4 separate regions of the Mus musculus genome follow, and regions 2, 3 and 4 are each linked to region 1. The links are chromatin contacts, called in public HiCAR-type and promoter capture Hi-C maps. All regions are on one chromosome and are shown on one strand. The core of a region is the stretch at or near the end of the contact, and the rest is flanking DNA. Distances in the headings are between cores, read along the strand shown.

The links. Promoter capture Hi-C pulls out the DNA fragments that hold promoters and counts their contacts. HiCAR-type assays count read pairs that join an accessible place to other places.
Region 2: a contact with region 1 is called in a promoter capture Hi-C map of maxillary cranial neural crest, with 4 times the contacts expected there. The contact joins the promoter of Sec24a here to the promoter of Zfp454 in region 1. A contact is called at or near these places in 2 of 39 promoter capture datasets (hippocampal neurons and maxillary cranial neural crest) and 1 of 115 datasets of contacts at active chromatin or transcription factors (astrocytes).
Region 3: a promoter capture Hi-C map of hippocampal neurons shows a contact between it and region 1, with 4 times the contacts expected there. The contact joins the enhancer-like site here to the promoter of Zfp454 in region 1. A contact is called at or near these places in 5 of 39 promoter capture datasets (cranial neural crest, embryonic stem cells, hippocampal neurons and 1 more).
Region 4: a HiCAR-type map of astrocytes shows a contact between it and region 1, with 2.6 times the contacts expected there. The contact joins the promoter of Maml1 here to the promoter of Zfp454 in region 1. A contact is called at or near these places in 1 of 39 promoter capture datasets (cranial neural crest) and 1 of 115 datasets of contacts at active chromatin or transcription factors (astrocytes).

Annotation. Positions count from the first base shown.
Region 1 is chr11:50,886,149-50,888,926 of GRCm38.p6, reverse strand. Zfp454 (zinc finger protein 454) reads left to right here and starts at 1,426. Exons shown (of 6, transcript NM_172794.3): 1 at 1,426-1,561; 2 at 2,429-2,558. The coding sequence starts at 2,526.
Region 2 is chr11:51,755,461-51,758,238 of GRCm38.p6, reverse strand. Sec24a (Sec24 related gene family, member A (S. cerevisiae)) reads left to right here and starts at 1,405. Exons shown (of 23, transcript NM_175255.3): 1 at 1,405-2,162. The coding sequence starts at 2,066.
Region 3 is chr11:51,538,434-51,541,211 of GRCm38.p6, reverse strand. All of the region lies in intron 5 of Col23a1 (collagen, type XXIII, alpha 1), which reads right to left. Among named protein-coding and RNA genes, the nearest start is that of Phykpl, 45 kb to the left of the region's middle. Within about 2 kb of position 1,356, at least 38 of the 459 cell types and tissues checked have an H3K27ac peak or open chromatin away from gene starts, as enhancers often do.
Region 4 is chr11:50,290,917-50,293,694 of GRCm38.p6, reverse strand. It overlaps Maml1 (mastermind like transcriptional coactivator 1), which reads left to right and starts at 1,359. Exons shown (of 5, transcript NM_175334.3): 1 at 1,359-1,969. The coding sequence starts at 1,634.

The DNA.
Region 1 (2,778 bases), core at 177-2,676:
TTGCAGAAAACTCCAAGTCTACTGTCCTTTCTCTCCCTCAACTACACCATAGTCTGGGTTTTTAATTTATTTTGCTGTTGTTTTGGATGAGTTTTGATTGTTAGGAAGCAAGCCAACAAATGCTAAGTCACTGTCCTACGACCATCCCTAGTTTTCACCCTGAATCTGTCCTGCCCAGAACTGACCATAGTCTGCACAGATAAGTTCATCTGTCCACTTGGAACTTCCATTGCTTTCCTTTCACACACAAAATAAATCCACATTTTTACCATGGGGTCAGAACCTCAGAGTCACACACAATGTCATCTTGAGCCCTTTTTTCTTTCCTTGTTCCTGGTGAACATGCTGGTCTTGCTAAGCATCAAATATCCTAAGCCAAATTCTTTGTGGGGAGCTCTTCCTGGGACAGTAAAATCTCCCAAACACCCTGCCCCTTCTCACTCTGAAACCCCTAACTCAGCATTCCTGTCCTTTCATTCACTCCTAATGAATATTTTCTGTTTGATGGACCACCTTCCCTAGTCACACAAAAACTGCAGTGCAGGAGTCACTCTGTTTCAACACTCTCTGCTCTATGCCTTAACCTATATGTGTGTGCCCTAAGTGAGAGAATGACATCTTTAAAGCCCAGGACAGAGCCACTGACATTGTATCCTAAAGGGTGGCCAGCAATCCCAGAAGTGTCAATCTCAAATCATATTTTTTTAATTGAATTTGTTTCACTTTTCTCCCAATAAGAAAGTTCCTCCATGAATACTTACTACATATCCAAAGGCAACTAGACATCTTCAGGGAAAGATTCTGGTACATTACTCGATACTCACAGGCCCCAGCAAAATACAGTCACCAGAAGTAAATCCAAGCTTCTCTATATACTATCCCGTGCTCCCAGAGACACTTGTTTACTCTGCAGAGACTTCCAGGGCCATCGTCCTTCCCCCCCCCCGCACCCCCCTCCGGTAATCCTGCTACCCAAACCCTCACTGCACTCAAGGTCTATCATGCCTCTCCAGTCCAGCTCCAACAGAGGCTGTAGCATTTTTGAGAGCTTGGTACTGACTGTCTTTCAAGACCTTTCTCTGTCGTTAGGCGCTATTACGACGTTCCTGGATGTTCTCTGGCTTTGCTTGCAGATCCTAGAGTCTAGTAACCTTGATAACAGCATCCTGGACCTTTTTTCACTGCTGGTCTCCACAAGACTAGACCACTTGTCTGCCCAGCGATAGGCTAGTGCACCGCAGAGCCTTCTGGGAATTGTAGTTTCGGCCACAAAGTGACTAGGCGCAGGCGCGCTTTATCGCTTTTTGCTCCTGGTCTCCCTCTGAGAAAAGGAGTCCAAAAATCTAAGCGCTGCAGCAGAGAGATTTGTGGGAATTAGGCTTCCCGGCTCCTGGACAAACGCGCAGGCGCGGCTCCGCGTCAAGCAGCAGGCTCCAGCTCATTGTGTCCTGACTACTCTGTCGAGGCTATGCTCTGCAGTGGACAAGCTTCTAAGGGAAGCCCCACGGTGATCTGCAGTGTCCAGAGACTGAAGGTCAGGTCTGGGAGTTGAGAACAGAGGGTACGTAGACTAAGGGTGGGTTGTGGTCCGTTTTGAAAGGCGTGGATCCCACGTCCTTAACTTTGAAGCGCATGTACTGAGATTTGATTCCACACATGGAAGGGACCAGCAGAACTGTTTTGTAGTCGAGCTAAGGGATCCGAACCTGATTGCACGTTGAGAAGGGTTGGTCAGGACCTCTAGCTCATCTTGCTGCAAACTCACAAATACAGTTGCATACAGCTGCTGGTTATATTCCCGGCGTGGCTCCAAGTTCTCTCTGAGGAACTTGAGAAAGGGACACCTTCACTGCAGCCCCTGCACTTGACGAAACTGTGGAGGGTGACTTATGTGAATGATTTCTTCTCCCGGAAACCCGCTCCCTACACTGTCCCATCCGAAACACGAAACAGCCCCCCCCCCACACACACACACACAGAGAGAGAGAGAGAGAGAGAGAGAGAGAGAGAGAGAGAGAGAGAGAGAGAGATCTGGCCGGTTTAACTCCCCTTCCCTTTCAGGAAAAAGTCACCTCTTTGCCTCCTCCTTCCCTCTAGTTGGGATAGAGCTGTCCCAGGAGGAAAGGCTGTCTTAAGACGCCAAAGCATAGCTGCAGGGGAAGGGACAGAGAATGGGTAGAGTTTGAGGACTGGGCCGGGCAAGCTTTCTGCAGGGGAAAGCCAAAGCCACACAAACGGGAAGGCATGCAGGATCTGACTAAAGGAAAGATGCGAAGGAGAGCTGGCATGGGGAGAAGTCACTTTACAGATTGGGTGAGGACAGCTACCTTCAGAGGGAGTATGCACTGGGAGCAAAAGAACAAAGTGAGCCAGGATGTGAATGGTGAGGCGCATCCCTGTGACCTTTGACCCGGCCCTCTCATTACAGGAGTGCAGATGCTTCTAGCCAGAGAACCCCAGCAATTGTAAAGCTCCTCCCCTGCCTCCTTCCTACTCAATGCTCCTCAGCTCACCAGAGAAAAGGAATGGCTGTCAGCCAGCTCCCGGCCCTGGTCCAGGTGAGTCATCACTGTCCAGTGTTGTCCCCCTGTATCCCCAGTTGTGTCCTTGACTTCATTCATTGCTCTAACCAGAAGCTTCCTTTCCAGCCACCCCCAAAGACCCCAGCTGCTCCCTCCCACCACACATCTCCTCCTAGTGAGCTTTAGAGCTTTCTGTAAGGCATGAAAGTGGCACATCTGGGCAGGATTCTAGGTTAGTATAAAATGAAAACCTTTC
Region 2 (2,778 bases), core at 156-2,655, 870 kb before region 1:
CTCAGAAATCCACCTGTCTCTGCCTCTCAAATGCCGGGATTAAAGGTGTGTGCCACCATCGACCAGCGTGTAAATACTTCTATGTAGGTACCCATACATACAGAAAACAAACTTTAAAACAATAAAACAATCTTTTTTTTTAATTGTTTAATTCCACTCAGAGCAAATATATTTTAGTATGGTTTTGAGGTAACTATTAATGAAATCAAGGTTAGGGTAAATTTGTATATGTGGTTACTGCTTGCTTCTTGGGTCTGACAGTAGTTTTAGATTGTGCTCTTTTTCTGTAATACTTCGTAGCCAGCATTAGATAGTAAATGAGTTTGGTAAGATGTACTTTCGCCCGAGGTTGTGAAACTCATGGCATAATACGTTTCAATCAGCAGCACACATCTGTGAAGGACTTTGTCATCTGCTTGGAGCAGGTAAAACCAAAGTAGCTAAAGATCACACTGATATCACTAAGTATGTTGCATAACCAACCAGTTTCTACTTCTCTTTGGTCTTACAAGTCAGAAAGTCTGTTTGGGGGTAAAAATAAAAGCAACCCACAAGCTACTTGCCCAGAAAGGACATTTGAATTATTCGACTTAATGTAAACTCTCATAATGTAAACTGCCTTTAATTCTTTTGAACTCAGGGCTTCTTCCTACAAGGTTAGGGAAACTCTTTATGAGTGACCTACATATCTAACCCCTTTTAAAGAAACTGAGTCCTGGTAAATTGCCCAGGCTGGTCTTGAATTCAAGATCTTCCTGCCTCACTTTTCTGTATCCAGAACTATAGGAGTACGATACCATTACAATTACCATTTTAAATGTTATTTAGTCCGGGGCCTCAGTATTTTTTTTTTTTTCGGGACAGGGTTTCTCTGATTAGCCCTGATTGTCCTGGAACTCACTCTGTGGACCAGGCTGGCCTCGAACTCAAAAATTCGCCTGCCTCTGCCTCCTGAGAGCTGGGACTAAAGGCGTGCGCCACCACGCCCGGCTTGGAGCCTCAGTATTAACTAAATACTTGTTATTATAGAAGTTGCCTAGCTCAGTGTAAACTAAGGGCTTCCCTAGGACATTGGACTCCATTGTCAACACTGGGATAGGAGAGGGATGGATTCCCGATCCATGTGTGGTGGATGTACTTCGGAGTGACTATGCTACCAACAGGCTAACGTCAAAATTAATCTTAATCCTCCAGTTGAAAAGAAGAGCTTCCTCCTTAACGTCATCAGACATTTTAACCTTGACCCAGCATCTTCACTCCAGCCCTGGCTGACCTGACTAGGCCGCCTTCGAACTTAGAACACTTCTGCCTCGACCTCCTGATTGCCGCCATGTCCCGCCCATGACACTTTGACAAACACACGTAATTGAACACCTCTTTTTAAAATTCTCTTGCACTCTACAGCTGGCATAGCATCGGCTGGGCCACCAGCGGTAGCCGAGGACATCGGTCGTCTCAGGTAATCCTCAGAGAATCCCGGAAGAGGAGCCGGGTCTCTCCTGTCCCACCCAATCGATTCTAAAAATCCGCACCACCCCTGGGACTGTCAGCAAGGTGACGTTCTCCACGCCGGGTATTTTCGCAGTGGTGACACAGGCTACTTCCGGCGGGCGGCGGGAGTCCGTGACGTGGCAGGCGAGTCCGTGCACGGTCCTCCGGGCCCGGACACGGGACTGTCAGGTGCCCTCGGGGCAGCTCCCCGGGGACAGAGAGCACGGCCGCAGCCTCCAGCCGGAACCGGAAGTGCCACGTGTCCCCACTGTGCCTGCGCGGCCGGCGGCTCCGCCCAGGGCCTCCCTCCTCTCCGGGTTCGGCTGCTGCCTCCGAGCCCGGCGTTCCCAGCCCAGCCGGCCTGACTCCGGAGCCTCTCCGCGCCCTGGCCAGGTCGTGGCCGCCGGCGGGCAGAAGACACGGACACGCCATGCCTCTACTTTGACGTGCCACCCCGCGTGTTCCGCTTCTCCGGCCTCCAGGTCCCTGCCCTCGGTTTTCCTGTTGGAGCTCTTAGGCTGGGCGCTGCGGTCGACCCCGACGGCTCCGTCTTACCCTGAGATCCCCGGGCGCCATGGCCCAGCCCCGGATCCCCGCTGCCCGCGGTGCCGCAGCTAGCCTCCAGGCCCAGAACGGAGCCGCCTCAGCCTCGGGGTCTCCCTACACCAACGGTGAGTGCCGCACGGGGGCGGGGAGGGCGGCACAGCTCGGGCCAGGGACAAGTCCCAGCCAGGTCTACCGCGGGGAGTGGCGGATGACGGCCTGGACCCGGGAGCCGCGGTGGACATGCACCTGCAGATCCACGCTGGTGGGACAGTTTCATGTGTATTTATAGGTTCAGCCTGCAAACAGTAAGCACCTGCAGTATGCAACGTCTGAGATAAACAAGAGGTGAACAAGAATCGTAGACGAAATCAGTTCCCAGAACTGCCTTATGGAGGTCATAGTGTCTGGGTGTCATCACGCAATGCGCCACCTCAGTCCTGTGTCCTGGAGGGCAGGGTTCATCTCGGGTCCGCAGGCTCGAAGTGCAGGGGGGTGGCGGGTCAGTGCTTATTAATACTAATTTGCAGAGATGAATGAATGACTCCGTCTTTGACAGATCCCTTTAGGACTTGCTCATCTCTGCAGGGATCTTTCTTCAAGGATCTTCTTCCTACGACAGTCCTTGGGCCTCCTGTTTAGTTTTTCAGTTGTGGAAGAACCAAATAGATGGATGGCTAGGGCTTCGTTTCTAGGGCCCTCCTCTTCATTTAGAATGTAAGTTAGTCACAACTCTCTGAACCC
Region 3 (2,778 bases), core at 107-2,606, 650 kb before region 1:
ATGGGCAGGATGGCTCTCCTGGGACTCAGACATCAGAGGAAGGGCACAGTTGACTCCTTAGTGAGGCTGGCTGCCTCAACCGAGTGCTCCTTATCAGCCTGACTCTGTCTGGGGGTGGGGACTTCTGAACCTCACTTTTGTCAGCACCCACCTGGCTTATGCTTGGTTTTTGGCTTTTCTTTTTCTTTGAGACAGGGTCTCACTGATCACTCTGTAGATCAGGCCGGCTTCAAACTCAGTGATCTGCCTGTTTACTGCTGAGATGAAAGGTGTTTGCTCGTCGCTGTTCTGTGTTGAGGAAGGGTTTCACATAGCTTAGGTGAGTACCATAATGCCTGTTTTTTGTTTGTTTGCTTGTGTTCTTTTGAGACAGGGTTCTCTGTGTAGCCCTAGCAGTCCTGGAACTTGCTCTGTAGACCAGGCTGGCCTTGAACTCAGAGATCTGTCTCCCAAGTATTGGAATTAAAGGCGCACACCACCACAGCCTGGCTTTCATGACTGTTTTTTTTTTTTTTTTTTTTTTAATGTGGCGTAGGAATTATTCCCATAGGGCTGGCAAGATGGCTCAGCGGGTAAGAGCACTGACTGCTCTTCCGAAGGTCCTGAGTTCAAATCCCAGCAACCACATGGTGGCTCACAACTACCTGTAATGAAACCTGACGCCTTCATCTGGTGCATCTGAAGACAGCTACAGTGTACTTATGTATAATAATAAATAAATCTTTGGGCTAGAGCAAGCAGGGACTAAGTCAGCCGGGCCAACGAGAATGAGCGGGGTTGACCAGAGGGAACAGAGGTCCTAAAAATTCAATTCCCAACAACCACATGAAGGCTCACAACCATCTGTACAGTTGCACTGTACTCACATTCATTAAATAAATACGTAAATCTTTACAAAAAAAAAAAAAGGGGGAGGATCCCCATAGAACCCAAGGCCTTATTTATATTAGGCACACAGACTACAAAGTCAGCTATATTCCCAGCCCCCTACTTCAGTTTTTGTTCTTATATCACACCTCCCTTTCCTGAGGCTGCAGCCCTGTCCCCGCCTGATGTGGGTTTGCAGGTAGGTAGGTGCTCACAGCTACTAAACCCTCTTGACACTGACCACAGCCTAATGTGAAGCTGGAGCTTAGGTGACTTGTGGATCTTTCTCTGGATCAGTCGTAGGCTTCTAGGATGGATTTCTTGCTACTATCTGTAAAATGCCAAACTGCCCGGAGCTGAGAATAAACGTTTGTTGAACAATGTTTACACATGACAGTGATTCCATGAACGAAAGGTCCAATTTCCCACCAGCCCCGGTGTCTGAACGCCGGTGAGCACTAGGGGGCGCCCTTGATTTGTTATCTGCTAGTGAAAGCCAACTCCTGCCCTGGTGTCACAGCGCTAGAGGCTCTGTACTTAGTATGCTCACCCAGGCAAAGCTTGCTAGCCTCAAGGGCTCCCCCTGCTGGACTGAATGATCATTAAGCGACAGGAACTGTCATTCACTGAACCCGGTATGAGTGCCCAGTCCTGGAGCTCCCAGGAACCATCCACTTGGATCTCCTAATTGCTACCAGGGATGCAAAGAACATAATATCTATGAGGAGTGAGATATGCCTGAGATCGCACAGTCTATGGGGACCCCAAACTCATTCTTTCTCAAGTCATGGGAGGCGGCAGGAACAGCTTCCTACTCACATACTGTCTTCTCCCCAGTCTTTTTATGACTTGGCCCAGTTCTGTGAACAGGCTCCTCCACGCAGTAGGCTGTGTGTGGTGAAATGAAGAGAGGTGCCAGGCAGCAGCCAGTCTGCAGGTACCACTCCATGGCTGGTTGCTGGCAACCAGTAAGCAGCCGGCCCATTCTCCTCTGCTGGCCTCTTGTGGTACTGTTTCCTCTTCCAGAGTGACCTGTGGGCAGGAGGCCCCTGTACCAGGAAGGTGCAGAAACAGGAGAGGGTGTGCGGCCCTGGAACCTGAGCAGCGGACCCAAAGCGCAGGCCCCATGACTGCCTGTGGTCATCTCTCTTTCCTTGGCTGCCTCACACGTGACATGATGGGAAACTGAGGAATGGAGAGCCTCACCCCGACCATGGCAGGACTGAAGAAGTACCTGTTTTGTTCTGCCTGGGGGAAGGCTGGGAAGGAAGCCCGTATGGAGGACCTCTTCTGCAAGCCCAGCTGGCTCTGTCTTTGAGGTTCCAATCTGGGGACTATTATGGGGGACTCAGGAAGTGGGTGTTCACCCCTCCTCCCTCTGCCCAGCATCTTGGGGGCTGGGAGCTGCCCCGCAGGGGTCAGATGGGAGTGAGCCAGGGGATGTTAGAATTTAAGAAAGCATATGAATTTGGGGGGTATTACAGATGAATCATTTAACTAATTACATTTTTACAATCAAAGCTGTTTTTGAACTGGAAGAGTGTAAGGAAGCGTCTGAGTGTGTGGTGGTCATGGCTTTTTTTTTTTTTTTTTTTTTTTTTTGTTCGCCTGATTAATTCCAAACAGTCCAATTGAGTTATTCACTTGGAAATTGGTCCCAGGCTGGAGCCCTGTCTCAAAGACCACATTTCAGCCCCCAGCTTACTCTGTCCTTTGGGACCTCAGCTGTCGATGCCTGACTGATGTTGGAGGCTTTGCAGGTCCTGCCTCCCTGGGTACTGTGAGTTTAACCAGACGGGGCCTGTGGGTGGTGCTCGGTCCTGGGAGATGCCTGCGTGAGGGTTTCTGATTCCAGTGGGACCTGCCTCATGCCCCATGAAGATCTGATTCCTCATTAAAATTTTTTATTGT
Region 4 (2,778 bases), core at 110-2,609, 600 kb after region 1:
TTTGAGGATATTGGAAGTCATGCCCAGGATATTTTGTGTTTTAGGTTGCGTCCTGAATCCATACACTATAGAGTTTTGAAGATAACCTTGCACTTCTAACTGGGCGTAATGGTGTGATCAGAAGCAGAGGCAGGCCAGCCTCAGACAATATATTTGAGGGCAATCTGGGGTACCTGACACTACAGTTTAATGGTGGGCTGGAGAGTTGGCTCAGCAGCTAAGTACCCCACTGCTCTGCCAGAGGTCCTGAATTCCCAGCAACCACATGGTGGCTCATAATCATCAGTAATGGGATCCGATGCCCTCTTCTAGTGTGTATGTGAAGACAGCTGCAGCGTACTCATGAGGTCCTGGGTTCAGTCCTTCATCACTGCATACAAAAGCTGCTGGTTTCACTTGAGTGCTGATTGTAATGCTTGGCACTGGGAAGAAGCAGTGCTCACTTATCTTTGCCACTCCCGCCACCAAAAACTTAGAATTCCTTTTTCTTATTTTAACTCCATGTGTATAAAAACACTTGGCTGTTAGCTTTTTTTCTTTGTGATTTTAAAAATAAAACTTTAATGAACTCTAGTAAGAGGTTAAAGGGTGACATGTTTGAGTGGCTCGTGAGGTCTTCTATTGCAAAGCCTCCCAGCATCTCCTATGGCAGTTTGGGTGTCAGTAACCATCCAGAACATTTTTTGGTCCTTTCCTGGCTTTTTACCTTCGCTCACTTGCTTGCTAGTGGCATCACTGGAACCCAGTGCTTTGGATTGGATTTTGAGTGACTCAATTTTATATATCAGTCGGTTTTTAAGTGTATGCCCCTGTAGATCTAAATAACTCCAGTCCCCAGTATTGAGGCTCTTTCCCACCCTCACCCCTCCAAGTAATGAGCTATTGCTCACAGTACCAGTCAGTGATAACTATCTCTACTAGGTCGCTCAAGCTCAAAACAATTCTGATCAATTACGTGGCTGTATGTAAAGAATGAGGTCGGAAATGGCTGACCTCGAAATAGTGTGGGTGGACTAAAAAGATAGACAGCTTTGGACATCTGGGTCTTAAGGCTTCCACCTCACTCAGACTTAACCCGCGTTCCTCACGAACCCGGAAGGGACTGCTTTCAGGGGGCGGTGTTCAGAAAACGTGGCTCTTCTTGGATAGGTTCCCGTCAGTCACAGTTCACTCTCCCGCACTGAGCCCGCCTCGGGCTTCCCTCCTCGCCAGAGTGTTCAGTTTAAATACCCGAAAATTCCTGACGTGCTTGTCCCCCACGCCCTCGGGCAGCGGGTTTCCTTTGATTGGCTAGAGCTTCGGTCCATCAGCAGTGACGCAGAGTTCGCCGGCCCAGGCCCCGCCCTCTTCCGAAAGCCCCGAAAACAATTTTAAGATGGCGGCGGCAGCGGCGCGGAAAACAATGGGGCAGGGGTATAGCGGACAGGCCGAAGCCTGAGGCGGGCGGTGTTCCCCGGCCTGGAATCGGGCCGAGCGGGGCCGGAGGAAGACCCGCCGCCGCGCCCGAGCCCGCTCCACAGCCCGGCCGGACATGGCGCGGGCGTGAGGCGGATCCGGGCCGTCAGAAGCGGAGGAACCCGAAGTGGCAGCCGGCGCCGGGAGGCCCGGGCCCGGCCAGTGCCGCCCGCGGCCCATGGTGCTACCCACCTGCCCCATGGCGGAGTTCGCGCTGCCGCGGCACAGCGCGGTCATGGAGCGCCTCCGCCGGCGCATCGAACTGTGCCGGCGCCACCACAGCACCTGTGAGGCCCGCTACGAGGCTGTGTCTCCCGAGCGCCTGGAGCTCGAGCGCCAGCACACCTTTGCCCTGCACCAGCGCTGCATCCAGGCCAAGGCCAAGCGCGCCGGCAAGCACCGGCAGCCGCCGGCCGCCGCCACGGCCCCGGTTGCCGCTCCGGCCCCCGCCTCGGCCCCGGCGGCCGCGCGCCTGGACGCAGCGGACGGCCCGGAGCACGGCCGCCCGGTCGCGGTGAGTAAGGCTGGCGCCTGCCACAGCAATACTCACTCCCGAAAACGCCTCTTCCGGCGCGGATCGGGCCTTGGGGAAACTTTCCCGAGCGCCCCCATTTCTTAGTCTGGGTCCTGGGAGGTGGCTAACATGGCAGGGCGCTTGTCATCTTCCAGAAGTGGCACTGCGGTGTACTTTGGGAAAACGTCCCCTTGAGGACTTGAGTGAAATCGGGGCTGGAAAAGCAGGAGGTTAGTTGCTGGTAGGCTTTTCTCCTAAACTTAATTTCCAATTGATGAGAACTTCGTCTTGGAGCAGACCCGCGTTGGAGTTGCCTAGGATGTAGGGCGTTCTTGCACCGTAGGCCTGGCCTCGCTTAGTCTGCAGATGTTGATTGGATCTTTGCTTCGTGGAGGTTAGTTAGGGCTTTAATATGGAAATAAGTCTCCCTTCAGTTGACAGTATCCCGCGGTTTCGGAATGGAAAATTGAAAAGTCTTTGGAAGCTTCGGTAAACGGAGTTGCTTAAAAGGCATTCGTTTTCCCCCAACCCCCGCAAAAGGGAACTTTGGAATTTGTGAACGCCTGATTCCTGCTATATTATTGACAGTTCCAAAATTAACCTACTAAGCCTGTTAAAAACCTCTGATAATATTAATAGTTGTTGAACGGGGGAAATGACGTTACTTGTTGGTCAGCTGTGCCCTTTGGTTTTTAGTAGCTAATCCCGAGATTTATTGGTTAGAAGTTTTGCCTCCCTGAAACTGATTTATAAACCGGAAACCTGTGTGGAGGGGCGGGGGAGGGGAATGGGTGTTACAAAATTCTTGG